Regions from separate parts of the Hordeum vulgare genome. Here regions 1 and 3 are each linked to region 2. The links are chromatin contacts, called in public Hi-C maps. All regions are on one chromosome and are shown on one strand. The core of a region is the stretch at or near the end of the contact, and the rest is flanking DNA. Distances in the headings are between cores, read along the strand shown. Region 1 overlaps LOC123404579 (BEACH domain-containing protein C2-like). Region 2 holds the start of LOC123406350 (scarecrow-like protein 6). Region 3 holds the start of LOC123404792.

Region 1 (4,499 bases), core at 926-3,425, 400 kb before region 2:
GAGGTTATAACTGGTAATTATTGTATTCTAACCTTATTTTCTCCTTTTCTAAAAGCTCTCGTTTTTTCCACTAATTGATACTTGTCTGAAAACTAGTCTTCTTTGCGGATATTTTGTACTGAGCCCTCCTAGTTCTTTTCTGGATGATTCCTGATATCCAGAGTGACACATTACAATGTATTATGTTGAAGTATGTTGCTCTTATTATGTTGAAGTATCTGCATGATATCTGGTGTCAAAAACTAGTTTCCTTATTAGTTCCTGAAAAAAATGTATTATGTTGAAGTATGTTGCTCTTATGCTATCATTTTACGTCAAATAGTCGTCTTTATGATATGAAATATTGTCAGACTGCTCCATTCCTGCATTATTTCTAATGTCCCTGTTTTTCTTTGACTGTAGGTGGGCATGCAGATAATTCTGTGAAGTTGATCTCCCCAGATGGAGCAAGGACCATTGAAACTGCATCTGGGCATATTGCTCCTGTGACCTGTCTCGCACTATCTCCAGATAACAATTACTTTGTCACAGGGTCTCGTGACACAACAGTTATATTATGGAGGATACACCAGATGAGCTCTTCACATTGGAAAAATGCTCCAGAACCTCCACCTTCACCAACAACACCAAGTAGTCCTTTAGCCAATAGTAGTAGTAGTGGTAGCAGTACAATCAGAACTTTGGAAACCTCCAGGAAGCGGCGAATCGAAGGTCCTATGCATGTTCTAAGAGGGCATCTTGGAGAAGTAACTTGCTGTTCTGTTAGTTCTGACTTGGGACTTGTTGCTTCCTCTTCACATACATCTGGTGCCCTTCTCCTACATTCTTTGAGGACAGGTCGGCTCATAAGGAAGCTGGACGTGGGAGAGGCACATTTGATATGCTTATCTTCTCAAGGAATTGTATTGATTTGGAATGAATCAGAGAAGAGACTATCCACCTTCACCGTTAATGGAATCCCTATGTCTACCTCTGTTCTGTCACCTTTCTCCGGGCGTGTTAGTTGCATTGAGGTTTCTAGGGATGGCCAGTTTGCTTTGATTGCAGCATGCTTATCTAGCAATTGCACTCGTGACACTAGTACTGATGAAGATCATATGATTGAGAACTGCAACGATGATGAGGATGTACCAGAGTCAAAGGAGACCAGGCTATATGTTCATGTGCCTTCGATCTGCTTCATTGATCTGCACAAACTTGAGGTGAGCACTAAGAGAAAACTTTTGAACTTAAGTCCTATGAGCAAAACTCTGACGAATAAGGGGTATCCTGTCAGGTAATTCATACGCTGAAGCTAGGAGAAGGACAAGACGTCACAGCTGTTGCTCTAAATGAAGATAACACTACCCTTGTTGCCTCAACAGCTGATAAGCAGCTGATAGTCTTCACAAATCCTTCTGTAAGTATTCTGTGTGTGCTATATTTATCTTCACTAGCTGTCTTCAAGGCTTGATTGACAGATGTTCTATCGATTATCTCTTCATCAGCATGTATTCGTATTTTCAGGGCTTAGTTGCACATAGAATGACCATCTTTGCAACTAATTTTCACATTAACTTGTCTGAACATTGCAGTTAAGTTCTAAAATAGCTGATCAGATGTTGCACGAAGGTGACGGGCTTTTGTAGTCATGTGAGAGAACCACCGCTGACTGACATTATTTTGCTCACCGAAGCTCCAGCGAATTTTGCAGTGAAAGATACATAGGATGTTTGGGGAAGATGGCACAAAAAGGGCATCTGTACAGAAAACAGAGGAGCTGCAACATGAGCCCGCTTTTGCGTCACGGTGAATCGGTACAGATGACTTCGCTTTTGGTTGTATATATGGACCTTGCTGTTCTCGCACGTGGTGAAACACGCCATACCGTGGAGAAGATCTGGGACCGTCTTTGTGTTGCGGCCAAGGGATTCAGAAGCAAATACCTGAATGTTACTAATTCTCTGCTCTGGGTACTTGTCTCGGATGTGTAATACGGTGTGCCTACGTGGACGCCAGGCCGACTGCCTACTCTGTACAAAATGGCCGGTACTACCTGTCATCCGGCTGATTTTCAAAAGGAAATTAGTCTAATCATCCGTTCGATCCTACGAGATCGGACGTATCTAGTGGTTAGACAGCGACGTGATGATTTCTTTTTTCCTTTAAAAAGGGCGACGTGATGAGCTCTCAAACCCAGCTGTCCACGTCTTATTTTACATACATGGCCCACCCACGTACCTTTTCAGCTTGTCATTTGAACGACTAGACTACTGAATTTGTTTTATGTTTTACGTAGCAAGCTGCTATGAATGGAAAACGAAGCACGCGGATGAGAGGGTGCTTGGATTCAAGAGACTAATACTAGCCTGATTAAAACTAGTCTCTTTAAGAGGCTAAAGTTTCAAGCACCCCTAACTAAAGAGAGGCTAAAACTAGTCTTGAGGCTAAAATCTTTTAGTCAGGGGTATCCCTACTAAAATGTGCATTAGCCCTCTCTCTCCTCATTTAACTCCTCATATAAGTTCTGGATTGGAGGGTTTGAAGGATAATAAATGCTCATTAACTTGATTTTAGTTTCTTTAGTACTTGGATCCAAACATAGATGAGGCTAGCAAGTTTTAGTCTCATTACTTTTAGTCATGGGACTAAAACGTATCAAGCACCCTCTGAGTTGCTTCCTCCAAGCCATTGAATGCTGGAATCATATGGCCGACTCATGTCGTACTCAAGGGTTTGCAACATGATTTAAGCTGTGCTTGTGTTGTAAATACTCATCTGCCGTCCAGTTATGACCAATTGTTTGCAACATGGCCTATACTGAGCTTGCGTCAACTGCGACTCATCCTTTGCTACATGATCCATGTCACACTTGGGGTTTGTAACATGATTCAAGTTGGGCTGGCATTGCAAATACTCCTCGGCCGTTCGGTTGTGTTCAATTGTTTGCAACATGACTCATGTTGCGTTCGCATTGACAGCGACCCATCATTTGCAACATGACCCATGTTCCATTCAGGGGGTTTACAACAGACCCCTATTGCAACCGCTCGTGTTGTAAACACTCGGCCCATCGTTTGTAAGGGCCTTCGTGTTGAAAGCACTCTTCCGTAGCGATTCATCGTTTCTAGCATGACTCGTATTGTGCTCGGGTGTTTGCAGTAGCACATAGAAGAAATATAGTGAAAGGCCAGCTTGTAGCATCAGTATGCTTCTCGCTTGAGTGTAGGGATGGCACCCGCTGGGTATGGGTACGGGTGGAGCCTCCACATACCCTTACCCGCCCCGTCTGATATTACCCATCACCGTTACCCATACCCGTCACTGGGTACAATTTTTTCCCATACCCGTTACCCGACAGGGTAGACGGGTACTCGCGGATAAAATTACCCATATTTGCAAAACATCAATTAAAAAACTTATAGTTATGAACTGCATTGTATCATATAGTTTACAAACAAAGATTATAACTACAACACATACTTATAAAACAACATCATATAGTCATAAACAACAACACATAGGCGTACACTTTCAGTTCATAAATTATTGACATCGTGTAGATTATAGAGATAATTTTGAGTTTACATAGATTTTATATGGGTACATGGGTATATGGGTATGGGTTGTATGATCCCATACCCATACCCGCTCTACCCGATGGGTTCCAGATTTTCCTATTTATATACCCATGGGTAAATTTTTGTCCCATACCCTTACCCTAATAGGGTTTTTACCCGCAGGGTACGTGGGTAATGGGTACCCATTGCCATCCCTACTTGAGTGTTACATGTTTCATGACCGATAGCGACAATGGGCTTTCCAACAAAAAGAAAGTATGTGGCGGCTTGCAGTGTCACACACTCCGCTTGATACAGAGGTGGTCTACCTTGCAATATGAAAAATATTGCGGACATCTCCGACTTGCATGGCATTGCAAACACGTGGATATTTGATCACACCCATTGCAACGTGGATCATATTGCACTCAGCTCTAGTTTGCATGATCTTGCAAAAATGCATGGGACTTTAGTAACCCATTGTAACCATTATTTGGTCACCCATTGCTACAAGGACCCATAGCACCGGTAACACTCCCACAACATGACTCGCAACACCGGCTTGTAGCACACCTCTCAGAGCAGGGCGTAACACGGGTCGACTGGCTCCTATGGGTGTGTGAGGTTGCGAGACGGTGCTGCGACACTAGACGACGGTTTTTGCGACAACCGACTGCTTCAATGATTGCGACGATGCTAAGAGGTGTGTTGTGACAGCCCCGATGATGGCGCGATGACATGCTTCAAAAGCTCCGCAACGACATCTCTGCTTCTTCGAGGGTGTTGCGATGGCTTGCTTCGACTGCCGCGCCGATGCTACGAAGTGTGTTCTGACGATCGCGATGTTAGCACAACGACATGCTCGTAGAGGGCTTTGATGCTTGTGACGATGCCGCGACGACAGACTTCGATGTCGTGGTGATGCTATGAAGCGTGTTGCAGTGGCCGCGGTGATGACGC
Region 2 (4,383 bases), core at 698-3,197:
GAGAAATGAGCTCCGCCGGACTGAAGGCATCAAGACTGACGGCATTGAACTCGAAAGGGGTTCCAAGATCAGCAGCAAACTGTGTGAGGTTATCCCGAGTAAGATGAAGCTCCAGTGGATGGTGAGACGCATCTGAAACGAAGGCCGTCAGCTTCAGCAACGGCAAAGCCACGCCGCCAGTGCCACGGCGGTGAGCAAGCTCCTGCAAGAAGGAAGCCCACTGGCCGCCTACACCAAGATCGAAGTCAATGACATGGATGCAGGAAGCGGCGCTGCAGGCGATTTCGTCGAGAAGCGCCTGCGTGGCCGTGAAGTTAGCGAACTGCAGCATGGGCGACAGGTCGGAGAAGGACTTGTAAGCCGCCAGCTTGAGGGCGACGTCGAGCGGTGAGGTGATGCGGGGGGCGCCGTGGTGTCCATCAGCGAGCGCGAGGAGGAGGGCCTCCCTGAGGTAGGAGGCCGACCGGAGGAAGGGCTTCCCAAGGGGGGGAAGCTGGTGATTGAGCCGCGCCAATATCTCACGCGCGCCAGTGGAATTACCGGCCTCGGCTGCCTTTGCCGCCGCAGCCAGCTCGTCCAGCAGCTGCTGCTGCGCTGCCTCGGCAGCCGTCGTCTTCATCGCCCCGCGAAGCGGTGGCGAGGAAGGCTGGAGCTGGAACGGAAGCGCACCGTGTAGCAGGGGAAAGGTTGCCGCCGCCGACGGTCCTAGGTGGTTTCGGGTGAGGTAGAGGTCATCTGGAACGGAGTGGTGGCGCTTGGGCGGTGGCTGGTGGAGTTGTGAGCGCTGGTTGTGATCGGAGAAGGACGAGAGGGGCATGAAGAAGGTTGCGGCGGGAGGCGGCGGTTGGTGCTGGTGCTGATACTGGTTGAAGAGGCCATGCGAGTGCGCTCCGAGGAGAGGGGGCTTTGTGTCGATACCTTCGTGGAACAGCATGGGAGGCGGCGGGGGCTGGAGAGAGGCAGCCTCCGGTGAGAAGAGGCCGAAGGCAGAGGAGGCCTTGCTGCCGCCGCCGCCGCCTCCGCCTGTGGTCGTGTGCGACATGGCACCGGAGGACGAGAGGTCGGAGGAGGCGCCGCCGAGGTGGTGGTCCAGCGAGAAGCCGAGCGGGTCGACGGGCGAGAATCCGAATCCCGCATTGTCCACAAGCGGCTGCTGATGCATTGGAAGCGGCGGTACGGGCAGCTCCAGGTCGCCGGCTGCCCCCATGATCCAGTTCAAGAAGGTCTGGTCCTGGCCGGCGGCCGCAGCCGCCGCGGCGCTGCCGAGCATGGCGTCCCAGCCCTCCCCTCCATCCAGCGCCCCAGGAATGGGCGGCAGCTCACAGCCTCCGCCGCCGCCGCCGTGGTCGGGCCATTTGGTGGCCTCGGCGTCGCCGGCGCTGCTCTCCGAGACCGCCGCCACGCCGGTGGAGTCCGCCGCGCCGCCGCCGAGGGACGACGACAGCGTCGATGCGGCGGAGTTAGGCGGGCTGCTGAGCCTCCGCGAGCAGTCGAGCACCGACCGCGGCTCCACCAGCAGCTTCCCCGGCGGCCAGTAGCACAGATCCTTGCCGAGGCCCACTCCCCCACCTCCCCCGCTCCGCTCGGCACCCAACAGCGCCGCCCTCATCTACCTACCTAGTCCCGCCGCATACCATGCAGCCCGGCGAGATCTGGGACGCCGCGCGCGGGGGATGGATTTTCCCTCTGCTCTCTTCTGCTGGTGCGTGCGTTTGGATGTGGCTGGCTCTCCCTCCCTCCCTGCCTTGGCCCTGGCCCTGGCCCTGGCGTGCGAGAGAGAGTATACAACAGGGACAGGGAGGAGGTGGGCCCGGGCACCGGGCACACACAGAGAGAGAGAGAGCGAGGAGCAGTGTGCGCCCTTGCCTGCTCTCTCTCTCTCCTCTCTCTGTCCTCGCTGTGTGGTGGTGTGGCCTCGTCCGTCTCCTCTCTCTCTCTTCTCTCTCTACTGCTATCTATCTTCCCTGGATGCGTGCAACATAAAAAAGGTTAAAAAGCGTACCCTCTCCCCTCCCACGCCCTCCTCCCCTCTCTCTCTCCCCCCATCGTTTTCAGTCTGCTTCAAGCTCTCTCCCTCTGCTCTGTGCCTTCTTCTTTTTTCACCCTAGGTTTCTACTAGGTTTTATCTGCTCGTATTTTTTTTTTGCTTCGCAATGGCCATGACCATGGCCATACATGGGTTTATTATTTCTATGGACTGTCTTGCATGTAGAGGCCAAAATTATTGCAATGAACCGAGCTGAGCCTGGTCGTCAATCATGCAGAGCCGGAGGTGGTGCTGTATTGACCGCCAGAAATCGTTGGGGCACTTTGACGGCTGTTTTGTTATGTTCCACAGTGCTGGGCGGTGGCGCGTACGTACGCTGTGTGACTCACCTTTGGTGTCGTAATGCTACAGTGCTAGTGGTGGTACTATCGTAGACTGAGATTGCCATGACGATCGGCGGCCAAATGATTAAAATCGGGGTAAATAATAATCCTGCTACAACTTCTTGAAATCGTCGTTTTCGGAGCTGAGCTGGGCTGACAAATGACAATACTAGGACTCCATGCCTTTGAGTACTACAGTACTACTGATTAATTTAGCATCTTGCCATTTGAAACAGGGCTATTACTGCCATGATATCATATTCTTTTCGGCTGCTCTATCTTTTCGAGGAGACTTGTCTTAGCTTGGCTTACATTAAAAGCGTGCTGTCCCCGGCAAGAAAAAAACATGGAGCCGACGCGGCTTTGTTAGGGATGCATACCAGTTCACGATTTGACACCATGGCAAGATGAAATGACAAACCCCACCAAAAAACCTGTCAAGTGACAGCGTGGACCACCTTAATTTTTTATCACTCATGTGTTCAAACCGTCGCAAATCTTTTCTAACGAGAATAAACAAACAAAACACAAACGCATGCCTTGCTTTCATACATGCTAAATCAAGGTACTTGGTCAGGGCATCCTAAGACGGACCTGCAAACCGCCCATATCGGTTCAAACCGTGGAAGCCATCCAAAACGAGTATGTATCAGTGTGTGCCACGGTCTAGACGAGATTTCATTCATATTGAAGACAAATATGAACAGCTTTGCACGAGTATGGACATGAGAAACGTCCCTATCTAACACTCGCAGCCATCCCAATTCCCCTTCCCGGCCCCATTTTCTTGCACTCTGCCCCTTCTTCCCCTTGATTTGCATCTGCACCCTTCATCTCCGCCACAGCTGCTCCTTGTATGCCTCCAGCGGCCACAAAGGCATTATCCGACATCCGCAACCAGCACCGAAGCGCATGCTCGCCCTTATGACGAAACTTTTCACCATCGAGCCGTTTACACCCAGGTACACTCCGCACCTGTTGACAACCCCAATGGCGAACACCATGCCCGAGAGGCGTTCGATTAAATAACATTGAGCTTATTTTAAAATGGTATGTTGTCTTTTAGAGTTTGAAGGATGGTGAGCTATTCGATCATGGAGGATGAGTTGTTGTGCGATGCATGACTAGCCGTATATGTGGATTTCGTAGGCAGGACCAGACATGAGCCCTTCTGGCAGCAAGTGCATGAAATGTTTCACGCACTAAAACACGTTGCGTCCTATGACATGTACAACATTTAATCACGCAATGAGCATCACCAAGTTTTATGACATGGTTCATCAGCTGGAGGCAAGGTGACCATTGCACGCGAAAGAGGACGGGATCATAAGTTTTTTGCTTCCCATTGCTCAACTTGTTGATTGATTCATTCACTCAAAGTAGGTCTACACATTATATGTAGCTCGCGAGCGTTGTTGTGGCATACCAAATGACAGAGGGACGATCATTTACGTGCACACACCGTTGGATGAAGATGAAAGGGCAATATGTGTGGGACAACATGATGTGTTGATCAAAAACTTGTTCAACATGTAGTTAATGTAGTCGAATTTCACATCTTGTTGTACTACACTTAATTTGTATGGTATGTATAGATGATTTGTGCCATTTCCTATCCGAACTTTGATGAACATCGTCCCGGTTTGCATGAATTTTGTCCAGTTTGTTAAAATGTGGGTTGGAATGTATGCGGCTAGGGTTGGATGTCGTCCTCCCTCATTCGTGTCCGCGGACTGATCCTCCCTTGTCCTTGAAAGGATGCGGGAGAAAATTTGCTCGTTGCCGTTGGAGATGCCCTTAGGACGGCAAATGGTCTACTTACTATGTCCCCCAAACGGGTTTATAGCCCCCTTACAGAATCTATAGTTAGACTTGACAAATCCAACATTATACGTTTACCGACTCACTCATTCAAGTACCTGAAATTCATATAACGCATGCAAAACAAAATCAATGTCGACAATGTCGGATAGACCTGCATTCGGGTGGATGGCCGCCTGTCGCTCCTCCGGC
Region 3 (4,097 bases), core at 1,308-3,807, 500 kb after region 2:
CCTGTCCCGTCCGTCTGCCATGCCCGCCATGGGCTCCTTCTTCTTCCCCTCCAATCGATTGCCCCTCGCCGCTTCGGGGGCTTTGCCCGGTCCGGTCACGGTCAGTTCCGTCAGTCAGTGAGGCCGCTGGTCATGGCATGGTCATCTTTGTCTTGTCCATGGCGTATATATAATCTCGTTTATCTTTTGGGCGACGTGGCTTTGCGGACCGGTGAGGAGGAATGCATGGCGTGTTTGGCCGGGCACGTACGGCGCAGGGCTGCGCGGCAGCTTTATTTTACGACAGACAAATCGGAGGAAAACGAAACTTGTAGTACGTTTTTATTTTTGTTCGCCGTGAAAAGAGCTGTCGACCGAAGTAGAGAAAGAGGCAAAGAGGAAAGCGTAAATTCAAGCGGGCCACGAACGGGTATGATTGAAAGCGGTCCAGTAGGCCCACTAGTTCATCGCGCGAGGTCATTCTTTCTGGGCCCAAATACCCAACCGTTGTTGCAAGTAACGATTTGACTCCCGAGGGTGATGGGGAGTTTTTTTTTTAGTACGGGGGAATGCGGAGTTTGTTAGGCCGTTAGTGTCACATGTTTAACAGCGCGAATGTGCGTTGCCATTTAATTTGCACACTGCACTAAAGGGAAATTTAATTTGCACAGTGACAGGAGAAGTTTAGTGCCCGGGCTATAGCTTCTTGTAGGTGTACCCGGAGTGTGTGCAAGGCCAGGTCATTCCAGCTAGCTAACACGGAGCTGTATGTGCATGCTCGTTGCAGTATTACAGGTATTTTGGTTCAGGTCCGGGTACTCCTCGCTACCCCGTGCAAATCGAGCATACTGTAGCACGCGTGTATCAGCTGCAGCCTGCAGGCGTACGTACGCGGTACGCACGAGTGAAGAAAAAACAATCAATCTATAGCTAGCGCGTGTACGCATTGTATGTACAGACATGCGCGCGCGCAGGTGTTGCCCGATTCCGTGGATTTCCACCGCGTGTCACACCGCATGGGCGTACGCGTACGGAGAGGGCGGGCCGCGCGCGTGGCGCCGGAGTAGCAGAGCACGAGGCGTGCCGAGCTGAGAGGCGACAAGCACGTACGTGCAGCGGGGGGCGCGCGCGCGGGCCGGAGCCCGGAGGGACGTGGCCGCGCGGCCGACACGGCGAGACAAGCGCGATCTCTCGTGCGACACCCATGCTCCTACCCCTTTTCCGGCACTCTCTCCCACGCCCCCGCGCCATGCATCCATCGATATCTTTGCCCCGCCAAGCAACCGGAGCAGAGCTCGCTCGCTCGCTCGCTCTCGGCATAGATCGCGTGCAGGGTGCAGCCCTCCTGTGGCCGTGGCTCTTCCCACCGTCCCAGGTGACTCCAACGCGGCTCGCACCGAGATCTCCCCCTGCCGTGCGATATGCATCGATCCATCCCGCCTCGCCTCCCTAGCAAACTCCTTGCATGCATCGTCGGCCGCCTGTTTTCTTACGCCTGGCCGCATCCGTTTGTTTCAGCTTTGCAACATTTCACTGTACGCCAACAATTCCTCAAAAGCTGTACGTCAACTCCGCCATGCACGTCCGTGTTTCTCAACGGAAAACGAAGGCACATCAGATTATTTGCACTGTGTGTGTGTGTGTGTGGAGGGGGATTTCCTTGACGGCTTGAGAAATATTTTCCTACTCTATGTCTATGTGCGTTTGACATTGATCGATATCCTTGCAGATTCATAAGCCTGGGCCTCCGTGGCTCCGGAGGTTTTTTGTAATTTGGACATGTCAACGGCCCGATTAACAAAATCCGGAAACGCGTACGTACAGCAGCCAGGCAAATTAATCATCAAGCAACAGTAAAGTAGGGCTTAAGTATGCCAACTTGGTCACATCGGGGGTACAAACTGTACTTGGTTTAATCAATTTGATTATGGGGTTAGGGTTACCACGACGCCATCTGGTGGTACTACCTAGCTAGAACAGTGGTAGATCGCACTGCACGTAATAATTGCAATGCACATGATCAGCAAGTAATATAACCATGGGCTGGGTTGCCTACAAAATCTGTATCAAGACTTAAAGGGGACGGATCGAGACATTCATGTGCGGCTAAGGAGATGCATGGTCTGCCTCGGTTTTCATGACCAGTACCCCCTCATGCCGCGCGCGCTCTTCCTTTGTTTACCAGAATTTTCGTACGACAGGTGCTGCTATGCGTGCAACCATCCTTCTTAATTTGTATGCCTGATGAAATCCTGAAAACAAAATTGAGAGGATTTGTTTGTTACTACTAAATAAATGTCAAGGGAAGGTACATATTTCTAAAATAAAGGAGAGAGATATGCATATATAATTTCGATTGTGCCCATTTTTTGCACCAAGACAACCAACACTTATTGAATTACTAATTACTCCAGTTTTGGTACTTACCCAAAAATCCAAATTCATCATAAGTATTCCTGGCGGAAACAGAAATCTTACATAAAGAAACGGACGAGTCCCCGTTTTCTAGCTTGTAGCACTACGTACCTCCCCCATATCCTCTTCGAACTTCGATGCATGTCTCTTCTCTAAGCTCTCTTACCTATTAATGTTTCCTAAGTGGTCACCGATCGCACCGGCCCTCCATGTTTAGCCTAAGCTCCCCTCCCCTAGCTCTTGAGAGGAAGCTAAAGCTCACCACGACCTACACTATTCTCCTGGTGTTCTTCCTCTTCACTCTCCACATTACCTCATGCGAAGCTCGTCGCCTCCGCGTGAATGGCAAGTACTCAAGCAGCAACAAGTCTTCCCTGTCATCACAGGTTAATTTCAGCCATAATACCATTCGGTTAAACGTCATAACGTCATCGATTTTGTTCTAGCTTTGCCCTCTCTATTGTGTTTCCGTAGGATGCGACAGAGGTTGCTGATGCCCAGAAGCAAAGGAGAAACTCGTTGATGGTTCATGATACGGAGAAGAAGGCTCGAGCTGTCGGAAGCAGCATCGATCAGTCGACGGGCGCGGGAGCAACATTGATCAATCGATCAGGTGGAATACGAAACACCACGCATGCCGCTAGGGTTTCGCAGCAGCTTCCTCATCGCAAGCACGTGGATGATCAGGGAATTCACCTGGATTATGCGCAGCCTAGAACTCGTACTCCGTATCACAACTGAACATATATATATATATATATATCGATCACGGATGAGAGCAGTCGCTCATGAGATGACATTTACGTGGTCGTGATCATTTATCTAGTTATCATGTATATTTTTCCTTGAATCTCACTAGCTAGCTTCCAGCAGCTTCAAGTCGATCGTATCTGTGTTTCCGTTATATGTCTAGTTATTTTCTGCAACTTTAACGACAGAGTTTGCCGTCGATATATATTGAGTGAATTTTGGACAAGCTTCAGTTTGGGTGGGTTGTGGTGTTATAGCGAGTTAGCGACAGCATATTAGATAGCTCAGTTTTTTTTCATAAAGAATTAGATAGCTCAGATGAGAATGCGTATGCTATAGACGTACCAGTTCTGCACTTAATTAGCTTTTTTATGTCCTGGATCATATATCAGCAGCTACATGAATATATATCTCATACAGGCCGGTGCATGTACAGCTTGCCCTTTAGTCGCCTTGATTGACCACTCACAGTATTTCATAGTCAGTGGTAATGATTTGCAGGGGACTCGTCTCGTGGCTCTAACGGAGAGCAGCTAGGATCCAAGGCGACCACCGTGTACACAGCGGGAACACTAGTAACCATGGACTACCCAGTTGCACACGCAGCACCAGCTGTTCACAACAGGTAGTGCGTGCATGCGTAAAGCAATGAGCAGGGCTTGCCTCTTTGATTGATCTTGCCATTTAATGTATTTTACATGCACGGGTCTGTTAACGTTAAGCCCTTGGGTCGACTCCAGTTTTAGCACAATCTTGTAGTCATGTATATATATTTTCGGATGTATTTACTATGTATTAGTGAATCACTATGTGGCTTGTCCTGAGGGCTCTTTAACAATTACTAGTAAAAGAGCCCGTCCGTTGCAATGTAAAAAAAGATATCACATGCTCTCCATTGGTCCTTCCTTCGGGAAGTGTTATTCAAGAAGGGTTTTGACCCGCAATGGATCACT

What was found. A called contact is a pair of places that touch in the nucleus more often than the background predicts.
Region 1: a Hi-C map of leaf shows a contact between it and region 2, with 2.7 times the contacts expected there. The contact joins the enhancer-like site here to the promoter of LOC123406350 in region 2. A contact is called at or near these places in 2 of 6 Hi-C or Micro-C datasets (leaf and seedling).
Region 3: a Hi-C map of leaf shows a contact between it and region 2, with 4 times the contacts expected there. The contact joins the promoter of LOC123404792 here to the promoter of LOC123406350 in region 2. A contact is called at or near these places in 3 of 6 Hi-C or Micro-C datasets (leaf and seedling) and 1 of 1 datasets of contacts at active chromatin or transcription factors (embryo).

Annotation. Positions count from the first base shown.
Region 1 is chr6H:420,101,592-420,106,090 of MorexV3_pseudomolecules_assembly, reverse strand. It overlaps LOC123404579 (BEACH domain-containing protein C2-like), which reads left to right. Exons shown (of 31, transcript XM_045098517.1): 28 at 1-13; 29 at 403-1,202; 30 at 1,277-1,399; 31 at 1,575-2,198. The coding sequence ends at 1,628. Among protein-coding and RNA genes, the nearest start is that of LOC123404579, 26 kb to the left of the region's middle. Within about 2 kb of position 2,175, at least 2 of the 3 cell types and tissues checked have open chromatin away from gene starts, as enhancers often do. A contact at or near this core is called in leaf, where this site is marked.
Region 2 is chr6H:419,702,239-419,706,621 of MorexV3_pseudomolecules_assembly, reverse strand. It overlaps LOC123406350 (scarecrow-like protein 6), which reads right to left and starts at 1,947. Exons shown (of 1, transcript XM_045099856.1): 1 at 1-1,947. The coding sequence starts at 1,609.
Region 3 is chr6H:419,202,162-419,206,258 of MorexV3_pseudomolecules_assembly, reverse strand. It overlaps LOC123404792, which reads left to right and starts at 2,557. Exons shown (of 3, transcript XM_045098736.1): 1 at 2,557-2,780; 2 at 2,869-3,007; 3 at 3,646-3,999. The coding sequence starts at 2,604. The coding sequence ends at 3,773.